Regions from separate parts of the Mus musculus genome. Here regions 1, 3 and 4 are each linked to region 2. A link is a contact called in public Hi-C and HiChIP or PLAC-seq data. All regions are on one chromosome and are shown on one strand. Each heading gives the region's core, a stretch centred on a gene start, on an enhancer-like site or on the middle of the called end of the contact. The rest is flanking DNA. Distances are from core to core; before and after follow the strand shown.

Region 1 (3,083 bases), core at 176-2,675, 220 kb after region 2:
CTTCCAAGCTCCTACAGTACACTCACCAGGTACTGAGCACTCTGGCTTTTCTAGCCTCAAGTTCCAAAGTCCTTCCATAATCTTCCCCAAAATAACATGGTCAGGGTTGTCATAGCTCTACCCTACTATACCCTACCATCTTGATACCAACTTGCTTTAGTTAGGGTTTCTATTGCTGTGATGAAATATCATGACCAAAAGCAAGCTGGGGAAGGAAGGACTTATTTAGCTTAACACTTCCAGATCACTGTAGAAAATCAGGACAGGACTTAGGAGAAGGACCTGGCGGCAGGAACTGATGTAGAGGCCACGGATGGGTGCTGCTTACTGGTTTGCTCTGCATGGTTTGCCTCGTCTGTCTTGCTCAGTCTATTTTCTTATAGAACCCATGACCACCAGTCCAGAGATGGCATCACCCACTGTAGGCTAGGGCCACCCCTACCAATTACAGTGTGGAGGCATTTTCTTAATTGATGTTCCCTCCTCTCAGATGACTCTGGCGTGTGTCAAGTTGACATAAAGCTATCCAGAAGAGTGGCCATTCCAGGAGGTAAGAAGACCCTGGGGTTGGCTGTGTGGTCTCCTCTTCTCCCTGGAGAACTTTGTGCTTCAGGCTCTGAACAGAGGTAGTCTGAGCTCTGCTCTTTTGCTAACCACAGGGAACCATTTCTTCTCTTAAAGACTGAAGTATCTGCAGTGAGACCCACCCCTTTTCTTATTTTGACGTCTCACTTGTTCTGAAACAGAACAACTTCTATCATGGGGCAAAAAGGCACAAAACCAGAGACCTCTTGACATGGACACATAGCACATTGCAGTATGGTCTTTCCTGGTCTCCAGGGTGCAAACGATGCTAGGAGTCAGATCTCATGTGCAGAAGAAGTCAGCCAGCGGCTTCAAACCTTCAGTGGGAACTGCCAAGCATTCTGATCTTCCAGGAACTCATCCAGGCGTCTGGGGGAACGGCTCTGTCTTTATTTGCATATGGAATTCTGGGGGCTGACTCATTCTCTGAGCAGCTGGCCTCACTTGTGGTTTGTGCAAACCCACGCTGAGAAGTTGAGGCCAGGCTCTGGTCAAGGGCTGGGTCTAATGCAACCCTAGGGCAGCTGGGTCGCTTATATTATCTCTGGTCTTCCTGCTTTCTTCTCATTGAACTAAACAGCTAGGGGGCAGGTCCTCAGTCAGCATCCACAAAGCCACTGCATACATGGAGCATTCCAACACACTAGGAAGGCTTAGCTTTCTGTTTAGAATTCTAGCAAACAAGCTACGAACGTTTAAAAAGACAACCCCCTTCTCTCCGGCTCAGTGAAAGCAAAACCAGGCAGCAAAATCAATAAATCATTAACTTAAAGGACGGCCTTTCGAGGCTCGCTGCCTGGCTTGCTTTGCCAAGTGACAGAAGGGTCACTGACTTCACCGTGGAAAGGAAGTTGGTAATGATTTCCCCTAGCTCGCGAACTCTTGCCGCGCTTGCGCTGACGGTGTAGGACTTAAAAGCGAGGCTATATCGCCCTCTCGTGGACGCTGTGTGCATAACCTGTGATGCACAAAGCTTTGAGCTACAAATCACAAATACCGACCAATAAGATACAGAACTCAGGGAGTGTCAAACTGGATTGTTGTAATGCACACACACTGTTCAGGAACAAGTGGCACGCCTTAGGACTCGTTCGAGAAAAGCGTATCTAAGTGGCTTTGTCAAATATCAGTACTATGAATGCCCCTTTTAATCTAGCGTATTTCCCCCAAGCTTTCTTACAATGTACAGGACAAACTGCAAGTTGTGAGATGATGATTCCAAGTTAGTTAGCATATTTGTCACCTCACATACCTCCTTTTTTTTCCTTCTTCACAAGAACACTTAGTCTCTTAGCAAGTTTTGCATATGCAGTGGAGTGAAGCCTGTGAGTAAGACCAGCTTGGAGACGTTTCCTTCTGAGAGCCGGGGAATGGGGTAGCAGGACCCGAGGCCGTGTGCTGAGCTGCAGGGTTTATTGTCTGAGCTAAAGGGATTCTCTCTACCCCACCTGATCTTTACAGCTGTTCTGGGAGTCTCAATTACTTCTGTTTTGACCAAGACAATTTAATTGGGTGTCTGTTGAAGGAAAAGGCCTGGAATCGATATTGTAGCAAAGTGTACCTCAGTGGCTAATTAGTGAACTCGACCTTGGGTTAGCATTGCTGGGAGAAAGCTGCCCGCTCTGAACACCACTAGCAAGTCCCATGTGCTGTCTGCTGTTGATGATCAACACTGTCCTCGTTACCTAGAAGAATGGCACATTGTAGAGAGACTATCGGTTGTTCATTTAAAATAATCATAGTTTAATTAAACAACCTGAGAGGTGTCAATACTTTGTCCTGATTTGCACTGAAATAATCAGTGTAATAAAACTTCTGGGGATGCCTAAAACTTGGTCCAATTATAAATGCCAAGTGGGGGGACAATGAGATAGCTCAGTGGGGGGACATTAAGATAGCTGAGTGGGGGGCAGTGAGATGACTCAGTGGGGATAGTGAGATGTCTCAGTGGGGACAGTGAGATAGCTCAGTGGGGGAAACAGTGAGATAGATAACTCAGTAAGGGGGGCAGTGAGATAGCTTAGTGGGGGGGAATGAGATGTCTTGGGGGGGGGGTGGACAGTGAGATAGCCCAGTGTGCAAAAGTGTGTGTTGTGCAGGCATGGTGCTATGGCTCCATTCCCAGTACGCATGAACGTCGAGAGAACCAGCTCTGTAGCGTTGCCCCGCCTCCGCCTATCATAGAGAACCAGCTCTGGAGCGTTGCCCCGCCCCTGCCTATCATAGAGAACCAGCTCTGTAGCATCGCCCCGCCCCCGCCTATCATAGAGAACCAGCTCTGGAGCGTTGCCCCGCCCAGCCTATCATAGAGAACCAGCTCTGTAGCGTAGCCCCGCCCCCGCCTATCATAGAGAACCAGCTCTGGAGCGTTGCCCCGCCCAGCCTATCATAGAGAACCAGCTCTGTAGCGTAGCCCCGCCCAGCCTATCCTAGCCAGAAGAACAGTACAAGAGTGAGTCATTTCTGCACAAAGTGACTTTTTGTTAAATGGACACACA
Region 2 (2,899 bases), core at 295-2,794:
CAGCAAGGAAGCAATAATAGCGTCCTGCACTGGGGACAATTCTGACAAGCCCCTGGCCCAGATCATAGCTCTAGACTCCTTCCTCTCAGACAAATGGTCAGAGCGCAGAGAAAGGACATAAAACTGTTTGGTGGGAGCTTGTTTCCTATTAAACAAAAATCTAAGTTCTCTAAAAGAGCAATAAAGCTTTCAGAGAGTCCACAGCAGGAGGTCGGACACAAGCAGGCAGCCACAGATGTGATACTTTGTTGTTTAATCAAATACAAAGTACAAGTCTTAAACCTCCAGATTCATTCAAGGATAACCACATCTTTTCTTGTGCACATCTGCAGAAGGTATCCAGACGCCCCAATCTTTCCATCTAGAAAAAAAAGGGCTCCCAACTCCTCTCCCACAAATGAGTTCCAGAAACACTGCCCAGCGCCTGCCAGGCAGACACAGTCCAGGTGCTCAATGTGGCTCCAACAAACTCTTCTATCTGGCCAGCCAACTGGCACATGCATGCACACGCACATACATGCACACACATGCACACACTCGAACACACACGCACACACACTCACTGATTCCCTGAGCTCTCTGGCCCTCCTGCCTACCTATTAATTTCAATGTTCTGAAGGTGCCATTCCCTACCTGGGTACCTACTGGGGCTCCTGCAGCAGAATGACTCATGAAAGTAGCCCACAATCTGGCAATTTACTCTGAATTAAGCCAAAGACCATAATCATTGGTGTTTAGAGAGGTCACGCTAAGTTTAATTTCTAAGTTACTAATGTATGATATCATAGCACCAAACAAGCATTTTCTTCTTCTCGGTCTGAAAGGGGGTTTGTTTTTAAGCTCTCCCAGCCTGCAAGAGCATTGCTAAAGCACTCCTAACTTTGCCAGACACCAACCTGGCATCTGCCATTAAGAGAAACATGTCAGAAGCACGCACAGCACACAGACACACACATGGACAGACAGACAGACACACACACACACACACACACACACACACACACTGGGAAGGTTTAGAGCATGAATAAATGCAGATCTGCCGCCACCAGTAAGACACCACATCCAAGGCTTTCATGAACTGTGGCCAAGCAGCTAGGAGATCAGCTCAGGTCTGAGAGACTTGGGGTTCTTTTTCCTTCTAATGCACAAAAGGTAGTATACCATCTCCTAGAACACAGGGAAGATACACTTGCTGACACCTCTGAGAGAGCAGTCCCCATGCCCAAAGCTGCCCAGCCATACCCACTCCCACCCCCACCCACCGGCGGGCGAGCAGGCAGAGCCCACAAGAGCATTGGTCAGGCATGGCTCTGACCTAGGCAAGCTTTCACATTTAAGACTGCTGAAAAAACATTCCTGCTTGGACTCTTAACTTCAGAGAAGGCAGAACTCTTGACAGAAAGTGAAACCCAACCCCCACCCCACCACCAAAAGCTTCTGAGGGGAAAGAAGCCAAGGATAAAAGAGATGGGAGGGGCCAAGCCCTCCAGGGCCCTCAGCGCTTCTAAACTCACCCTGGGAATCTCTACAGGATAAATATCACAAAGCAAGCCACCCTCCCCATCACATGAACACAGCCAAATTCCTCTGAGTAAAGGTCAACAGGAAATGACCTGAAGAGACCTTTGACCTTAATCGTGTTGGTTTAAGGATTACTGAAGCAAGATTACTGGGGGAAAGAAAGCCACAAAACGTATGTAGACTAGATTATAACTGAAAAAGGAAACACTGTAAAAAAAATTAATTAAGGAGAGTGCAGGATGTTTATAATAAGGAGGTGGAGAGCAGATATGGGAACTAACTTCTGCTCCATTCCTCTGTGAACCTAAAGCTACTCATAAAAATAAAAAATAAAAAGAGACATCATCTATTTTTAAAACTTTAAGGAAAGAAGTTAAATAAGGCAGGCAGGAAGGAGAAAGCAGTCTGGGCTCAGAGCTCGGTGCGACTGTGCACCCTGCCTGATTACTTCATCTTTTTAATCATTTCACAGTGGCTTTATTGGTTTTGCATTTAAAAAGAAATAACTGAGTCTGGTGTGGTAACACACACCTGCAATCCCAGCAATTTAGGAAGCTGAGGCAGGAGGATGACAGAGTTGAGGCCAGCCCAGGCTACATAAGGAGACCCTATCTCGAACAACAGAGCCAGGTGTGGTGACACAAGGGTGTCATCTTACCGCTCAGCTCTGGATCTCATGTTCTTACTTAGGGAGACACAGTGTGACTTGGGAATTGCTATTCTGGATGTACCTGAGCCCCCGCTTCAGACTTAGGGATCACTCTCCACCTCAGAAGTCGGCACATCCCACTTCATGGATGGAAATTTTACACCCCTCAATTTCCAAGCCACACAGAGAATTCCTTGACCTAACCACCTGACGAAGACTCTACCCCTCCCCCAAGCATGCTTGAACAAGAGGAAGAAGGAGGAGAAGGAGGAGGAGGAGGAGGAGGAGGAGGAGGAGGAGAAGGAGGAGGAGCAGGAGGAGGAAGAGGAGGAGGAGGAGGAGCAGGAGGAGGAGAAGGAGGAGGAGCAGGAGGAGGAGAAGGAGGAGGAGGAGGAGGAGGAGGAGAAGGAGGAGCAGGAGGAGGAGGAGGAGGAGGAGCAGGAGGAGCAGGAGGAGGAGGAGCAGGAGGAGGAGGAGGAGAAGGAGAAGGAGGAGGAGCAGGAGGAGGAAGAGGAGGAGGAGGAGCAGGAGGAGGAGAAGGAGAAGGAGGAGGAACAGGAGGAGGAGAAGGAGGAGGAGGAGGAGGAGGAGGAGGAGGAGGGATGTCAGTTCCAATGGTACAGAGGGATAAGTTTGCAATACCATGCTCCCTCCATATGCAAAAGTATGTCATCACACTTGATGGCTCAGCCCAGCCCTCTAAGGTGAGATGAGGACCTCTCCAAGAAG
Region 3 (2,946 bases), core at 116-2,615, 150 kb before region 2:
TTAGAGGGGAGGGTGACGGGGGAGGGTGATGCTGGGGACTGGCAGCAACACGTAAGAAAGGAACTCGGGGCAGGGTTAGACTGCAGATCTTCCACAACACCTCTGAGATCTGAATCCGAGCTCCACACCAGGGACCAAGGAGGATGAAATTCTAATAGGAAAGGAAACACAGGGAACAAAAACTTTATGTTTCCCACCTGTAAAGACCCACGGAGCATCTCAGAATGAATGGGGGAAGCTGATCTCAGGGCAGAAACTTTAAGAGGAAGAAAAAAAAATGGAAAGACAGCTTGCAAAGTTCAAAACGGCTCAGGGTTTTCAAAACGTACTTCAAGAGTATACTATGCTGACCGCTTGAGGAGAAGTCCCCAGAGCATGTCTTGGCAGCTGTGATATGGTCACAAAACGTCACAGTGAACTTCTCTAGCCTGAATGACACACCCCATGGCATACCACACTATGAACACCGTATCACATGGTGTATATCTGCATCTATTTGGCCCACTGCCAAAGACACACAGCATAGGCGCAGGGGACCATGGTCTCTGGTTATCGCTAGCACTACACACTGTGCACAATGCCTGTGATATGCTTTCGCATGGCTGCCGTAGTTTACACCAGCATTGTCACAGTCCATGGGGGCAGTATTGTGGCTATCCTGTCCAAAGGCTCCAGGAATTCTTCAGCTCCACTATCATCCCCTGGGGCCACCATGGTGGCTGGCAGTTCACAGTGGACAGGATGACATTATATGGTGCATAGCTATCTATTTCAAATCATGACAGGGGTTGACTGCAGTTTTCCCTGTAGGGAATATCTCCTGTGCAGTTAGATACTTGACATCAATAAGTATCCACATACGAACCTCATCTGTGCTGCACACTAGGCCACTTCAACACAGAAGGCAGCACCGTGAACAGTAACATGGCTGTGCTCATCTGCACCTTAATTTCCACTTCTGTGACAGGGACACTATGACGGACCTCCTCCACAGGGCTGAGGACTCGGGATACTCCAAAATACTAGAGGGGCAAGCACAGTACAGTAAACTCTATCAAGTCTCCGCCATGGTAATGACAACCATGGTGCTTCAGAGGGGATAAAACGATGGTGAATAACTCGAGAAGTGAAGAGCTGTCTGGTACCCTGGACAGGAAACAGCGTGATCACCACAGACAGGAAGTAAAACTTTACACCTCAGCTCTCGGGAGCTGGAACAAAGCTTTCATTCTGGGAGGATTTAGCTAAATGTTTAGGCCTGCCCGTGAGTCTACACACAAACGCTGCCATTCTGCCCTGTGCGGAAGCATGGGTGGCCATGCTGCCTGTAAGGACACACTGTCTCCTTGTTTCCCTCGGCACTGAGCCTTGGTGTTGGGAACACTCATTAAGCACACATCAGATTGGGTTTCAGGGAGCCCCAGCGTCCAGGACAGGAGAGAATGGGTCCTTTCAGCCACGCTGTAATTCATGGACCATGTAACCAGTGTCCTGAGCACAGAACTCCCTTCTTCCTGAATTCCAGGGTTGGGCACACGGTGTGTGTGTGTGTGTGTGTGTGTGTGTGTGTGTGTGTGTGTGTGTGTGTGTGTGTGTAGGTGTGGGGGATTTCTGCTGCTCTCTGGAAAACACGTGTAAGAAGTGGTTCAGAGAGAACATCCAGTCTTTTGGGGGGCGGGGGTGGGGTTTTTAGTCTGCTCCTGACATGAGAGACTAGTCCTTGTAGTAGTAAGAAATTCTAAATTTCATTAATATCAAAAGATCTAAAGCTTTCATCTAACAGGCAAGGGAACAAAATAGCACATCAAGAATGAACAAGACAAGGAAAAACCGGGTTGCAGCCACTGAAGAATAGGCGTTCCAGCCAGAAAACCTCGTGCCTGTTTCTTAGGGTCTACCTAGTCTCTTCCAGTCCAGTGGTCTAAGCCACAAAATGCACCTTAGCCTCAGAACCCGGGTTTTCTCAGGAGTTGGGAGGTTTGGGGGTGAGGGTGTAACACCTGATATTACATGACGTTCAAAAAAAAAAATCACTGTTCTGAAGAAAGGGGCAAAGTGACTATCTGAGCAGAAGGGAGGGCTTTGTAGTGCCAACGGCCGGCGATGCTGCTGGGTTCTCATCTTCCTTCACATGCAGCCACGTGACCTTGGCTTCCAGCTTCCCCCCGGGAGTCAATCTCTGAAGTCGGAGTCCTCTGTCCACAGAGGAATCTGTGACAGTGGCTCTACGGCTGTGGCTCTGCAGGTTTCTAACTGCTCAGTGGAGAGAACAGGAACATATTTCTCAACCCTGAGAAAGGGCTTTAAAGTCCTTTTTATGCAAAGTCTCCTCAATTTAAAATTACATAAAAAATGTTTTTTTTTTAAAAAATCACATAAGTTGGAGTCTGGAGAGATGATATAATATTAATTGTCAGTACTTTTTGTTCTTCCAGAGGGTTCCAGGTTCAGTTCCCAGCATTCACCCACATTCACATGGCATCTATTTTTTCATACACATGAACATAAATTTTTAAAAATTAAAATAACTAAATCACTACATGCCTGCAATGGCAGCTCTCAGAGGAATCTGAGGCAGGAGGATTGCAAATTTGAGGCCAGTCTGGGTTATGTAGCCAGATCCATTATAAAACAAATCTCACTGCTTTGAATCTGAATATTGGACATAGGTATAATCCCAGATGAATCTAGGAGGGGACCTCATATGCATAGAACGTGGGTAAAAAACCCATGTCACTGTCTGATTTGATGGAAGTAATTCTTGAGTATGTGAGTTATCATAAAATCTTTCCCCTTTCTTTTGGGGAAAGATTTTATATTACTAGATATGACTGATTAACCTATTGCTTTCAGTATGTACTTGAACAAGCAAACCAGGGCTGGTTAGTTCTTGTCAACTTGACACAAATCTAGATATACCTGGGAAGAAGAATCTTGCTTGAAAAA
Region 4 (3,085 bases), core at 254-2,753, 200 kb before region 2:
CTACAAAGGGTATTCCAGGTACAAATTGGTATTTAGGCAAGGTTTTGGGTTGAAAAGACATCAAACAGCGTTCCAACAGTGCAGGGGACAGAAGGTATGCCATGCTCCAAGGATCAAGACAGAATGTTCAAAACAGAGCGTCTTCTCCCAGGTAGGTACATGCTGACAAAACGGTATACAGTGGAACAATGGAAAGAATGTTTCTTAAATTTATTAAACAAATGACAGAAATGAGAATGAAGTCCCCAGCCTTTTCTACTTGAGAATTAATTCAGTGCATCAGAAAATTTTAATACAACACATTATTACCTCAAGGATTAAATGCACACACAGAGAGAACAGGAGGAAATTGTGTTAAAAACATGGGCTGGGCTGGTGAGATTCGGTTAGTGAGGTTTGCAGCAATTTTCCAAGGCAGGAAGAGGTGAGAGCAAGGGGTTGATGACCCTTCAAGCCCTCTAGATGCTCCTGGAGAGAGCGGGCATTCTTGGTAACTGAAGAGCTAAGTGTGGTCTTTCTGTAGCATTGCAGGCAGAGGGTCAAGGTCTTGCTTCTCACACTGGAAGCCAGGGGAAAGGGAGCTGGGGGTGCAGCTGCGTGAGACAGACGCTCATCACCAGGGATGACAGACCGGCCAGAACCCTGCATGCCCCATTCCCACCTCCAGACTCTGTAAGGGCCTTTGTCTTCTGCCATTTCCCACCACTGTTGAATATTCTGAACCAGCCCAGGGGGCTGCAGTGCTGCCTGGCACCAGTGCACACAGGCGCAGCACCAACCTTTGCTTTGCTGACGTGACCTTTCGAACTCTATCCCAACCACTATAGGGGCAGGTTTTCCATACCAACAACTGTCATCTGGAGACATCGCAGAGCAGCTAACCTGGCCCAGAGTCCTTAGGAAGAAGGACAGGTGCTGCCTTGCATGCGAAGCTGCCATCTAATACCAGAGCCACAAACATGCAGGGGAGCCCCCTTCCGGGCTGTGCCCAGTGGCCATCATGGGCTCAACAGAGTCACCCAAGAAAACCTCAATGGAGAACCAAGCAAAGCCAAGGCTGTGTGGAGAGCTCTCTCTCTCTCTCTCTCTCTCTCTCTCTCTCTCTCTCTCTGAGAGTTTTAAGCGCTTCCCTAGCTTCTTTCTGGTCGGGCATTCCATTGTTTTCTTGGAGAGCAACACGTCTCTGGGTGAGAGGTTTCTGAGAGTGCTACGCTCTTCACTTCATGAAGACCTTTTTCCAACAGACCTACCCCTTTCCTTGTCCCTGCCACAGCCGGTTAACATAAACCCACACTTTCAACTCTGCTCCCAGGAGACATACTCGGAAGTATGTATCTAGGCTACTAAAAGGGAGAACCACACAGCTTTCTGTCCAATTGGTGGCAACCAGACCACGTGGATCTTTGATTTAAGCTGACTCCACATCTGAATCATTATGGAATTTTTTTTTAAATGCTTTTCATTAGTACCTCTTTCGTAAAAAAAAAAAAAAAAAAAAAAAAAATGATATTAAGAGGCATGCTAATTTTGGCCTGAATGCCAGGCCTTTGTGTTAACACCCAGTACCTGGTGCCTCCAGTGAGTTCATTTCCTGTTTTAAGTTTCAGCTCATCACATGGGAAAGGGGTGGATTAAACCAAAGGAAAAAGCAGTGCCAATCAGTTCTTTGGCCCCACCCCCTTTTAAAATCTTGTTCCCAACACAGGCTTTCCCTCCTGTGTGTTTGTTTGGCCAGCATGAAGCTACAGTCTGTTCCTTGCGTTTAAAGAAACTCTTGCACTTCATTGCAGAATTCAGCGACAGCAGAACAGACCTGAGCCGTGCAATGTGATGGAGGGAAACCTTGGAGGAACACGGAGGAGCAATGGGTTCGGATGGGAGAGAGGAGCAGGAAACAGCTTGCCATGGGAGTTATAACCACAGTGGCTATGGAAATTCTAGCTAAACCCACGTAAAGGGCTCAGGCAAAGCCAAGCGATCAAGACAGAGGCACACAGAGTCAAACCAAGCCTGACTGACTAACTGCAGGCTGGGTCCACCTGTACCTCTGAGGCTCATTCAATAAGGGCTGCGCCTGTGGCAAGCACAGCGCTGCTCAGAGAGGGCAGAAAGCACTGTACGGGGAGAAAGCAGACTGAACTCCTGTGGTCAGGGACTCTAGATAAAAAGGGAAAAAGGGGACAAAACGAACCTCTAAGCACATTTACCATCAATTCACCAATGTTAAAAATGTTTCCTATCTGAATTTTAATCCTCCTTTTACAAAAAGCTTGGCAACGTACAACCAGGGAGACTTCTGAGGTCAACTCCCCCCAACTCCCCCCCCCCCCCCAAGACTCAGCAGGCCAGGGGCTGACTCTGCATCTAGGTTCTTCAGGCCTGGACTTTTTTTTTTTTTTTTTTCATTACTTGGTTTAAATCTTCAAAGATGTTCTTGAGGAGAAAAAAGTCTTACTACTCAGATTTTAAGCGCAGGGCCAAAGAGCGGGGGTGGGGTGGGTGGGGAGGGGGATGGCCGTGTAAGAAATTCCTGAATATGAATCACACATATAAGAAAGAATCTGGCCCAAAAGCTTCCTCTAATTAAATGCCTATCTAATAAAATACCATCGATGGCATCCAGATGACTGTTTCAGGGGCTGAGGCCGTTCACATTGGGCTCTGGAACTCATTAAGTGCATTTCTTCACGCTAAAGGAATTTCATGCCTTTTCAGTTTGCTCTTAACAAGGATCCACATGGGGAACCACTAGATATATTTCAAAATAAAATCTAACATAACATCACAATGTAAGGGGTCCTAGAGCATCCGCGAGGAGCTTTAAACTCTGAGTTTCTCTGTCTCCCACCCTTGGCCGTGAGATACTGTTTGCAGAGCAGCAGCGAGTAGGCAAGGCTCAAAGGCCCAGGCTCCTTCAGTCCAGAGGCCCGAAGCATGTATGCTGCAGTGGATAGACTGAGGTCTCAGGAAGCCCTCTGGTCTCTGCTTTGCGTTTTTGACAGCCAACTGTGACACTGGCCTTCCTCACCTCAGTTCAACGTCACACAAATATAGGTCCTTTCTAAGTCCCAGATGGAGACTGTGG

What was found. Hi-C and Micro-C count contacts between places; a contact is called where the count stands out from the background. HiChIP or PLAC-seq counts read pairs in DNA pulled down with a chosen protein or histone mark.
Region 1: a contact with region 2 is called in a FOXA1 HiChIP or PLAC-seq map of pancreatic cancer cells. The contact joins two enhancer-like sites. A contact is called at or near these places in 13 of 484 Hi-C or Micro-C datasets (the C2C12 cell line, adipose-derived mesenchymal stem cells, bone marrow-derived macrophages and 5 more) and 2 of 115 datasets of contacts at active chromatin or transcription factors (extraembryonic endoderm stem cells and pancreatic cancer cells).
Region 3: a contact with region 2 is called in a Hi-C map of forebrain, with 2.4 times the contacts expected there. The contact joins two enhancer-like sites. A contact is called at or near these places in 1 of 15 datasets of contacts at CTCF or cohesin (the NIH/3T3 cell line), 6 of 484 Hi-C or Micro-C datasets (adipose-derived mesenchymal stem cells, embryonic stem cells, forebrain and 3 more), 7 of 115 datasets of contacts at active chromatin or transcription factors (the NIH/3T3 cell line, T-cell acute lymphoblastic leukemia, bone marrow-derived dendritic cells and 4 more) and 1 of 9 other capture datasets (embryonic stem cells).
Region 4: an HNF4G HiChIP or PLAC-seq map of pancreatic cancer cells shows a contact between it and region 2. The contact joins the promoter of B930095G15Rik here to the enhancer-like site in region 2. A contact is called at or near these places in 4 of 484 Hi-C or Micro-C datasets (the AML12 cell line, embryonic fibroblasts and stem cell-derived neurons), 3 of 115 datasets of contacts at active chromatin or transcription factors (fibro-adipogenic progenitors, pancreatic cancer cells and vascular smooth muscle cells) and 2 of 9 other capture datasets (embryonic stem cells and pancreatic islet).

What each region holds. Positions count from the first base shown.
Region 1 is chr14:120,830,418-120,833,500 of GRCm38.p6, reverse strand. No RefSeq gene overlaps it. Among named protein-coding and RNA genes, the nearest start is that of Gm33173, 16 kb to the left of the region's middle. Within about 2 kb of position 1,425, at least 277 of the 459 cell types and tissues checked have an H3K27ac peak or open chromatin away from gene starts, as enhancers often do. A contact at or near this core is called in liver and pancreatic cancer cells, where this site is marked.
Region 2 is chr14:121,051,811-121,054,709 of GRCm38.p6, reverse strand. All of the region lies in intron 1 of Farp1 (FERM, RhoGEF (Arhgef) and pleckstrin domain protein 1 (chondrocyte-derived)), which reads right to left. Among named protein-coding and RNA genes, the nearest start is that of Farp1, 18 kb to the right of the region's middle. Within about 2 kb of position 1,544, at least 136 of the 459 cell types and tissues checked have an H3K27ac peak or open chromatin away from gene starts, as enhancers often do. A contact at or near this core is called in T-cell acute lymphoblastic leukemia, forebrain, liver and 2 more, where this site is marked.
Region 3 is chr14:121,197,565-121,200,510 of GRCm38.p6, reverse strand. All of the region lies in intron 2 of Farp1 (FERM, RhoGEF (Arhgef) and pleckstrin domain protein 1 (chondrocyte-derived)), which reads right to left. Among named protein-coding and RNA genes, the nearest start is that of B930095G15Rik, 50 kb to the left of the region's middle. Within about 2 kb of position 1,365, at least 108 of the 459 cell types and tissues checked have an H3K27ac peak or open chromatin away from gene starts, as enhancers often do. A contact at or near this core is called in T-cell acute lymphoblastic leukemia, forebrain and muscle stem cells, where this site is marked.
Region 4 is chr14:121,247,124-121,250,208 of GRCm38.p6, reverse strand. B930095G15Rik (RIKEN cDNA B930095G15 gene) reads right to left here and starts at 1,503. Exons shown (of 1, transcript NR_155502.1): 1 at 1-1,503. All of the region lies in intron 13 of Farp1 (FERM, RhoGEF (Arhgef) and pleckstrin domain protein 1 (chondrocyte-derived)), which reads right to left.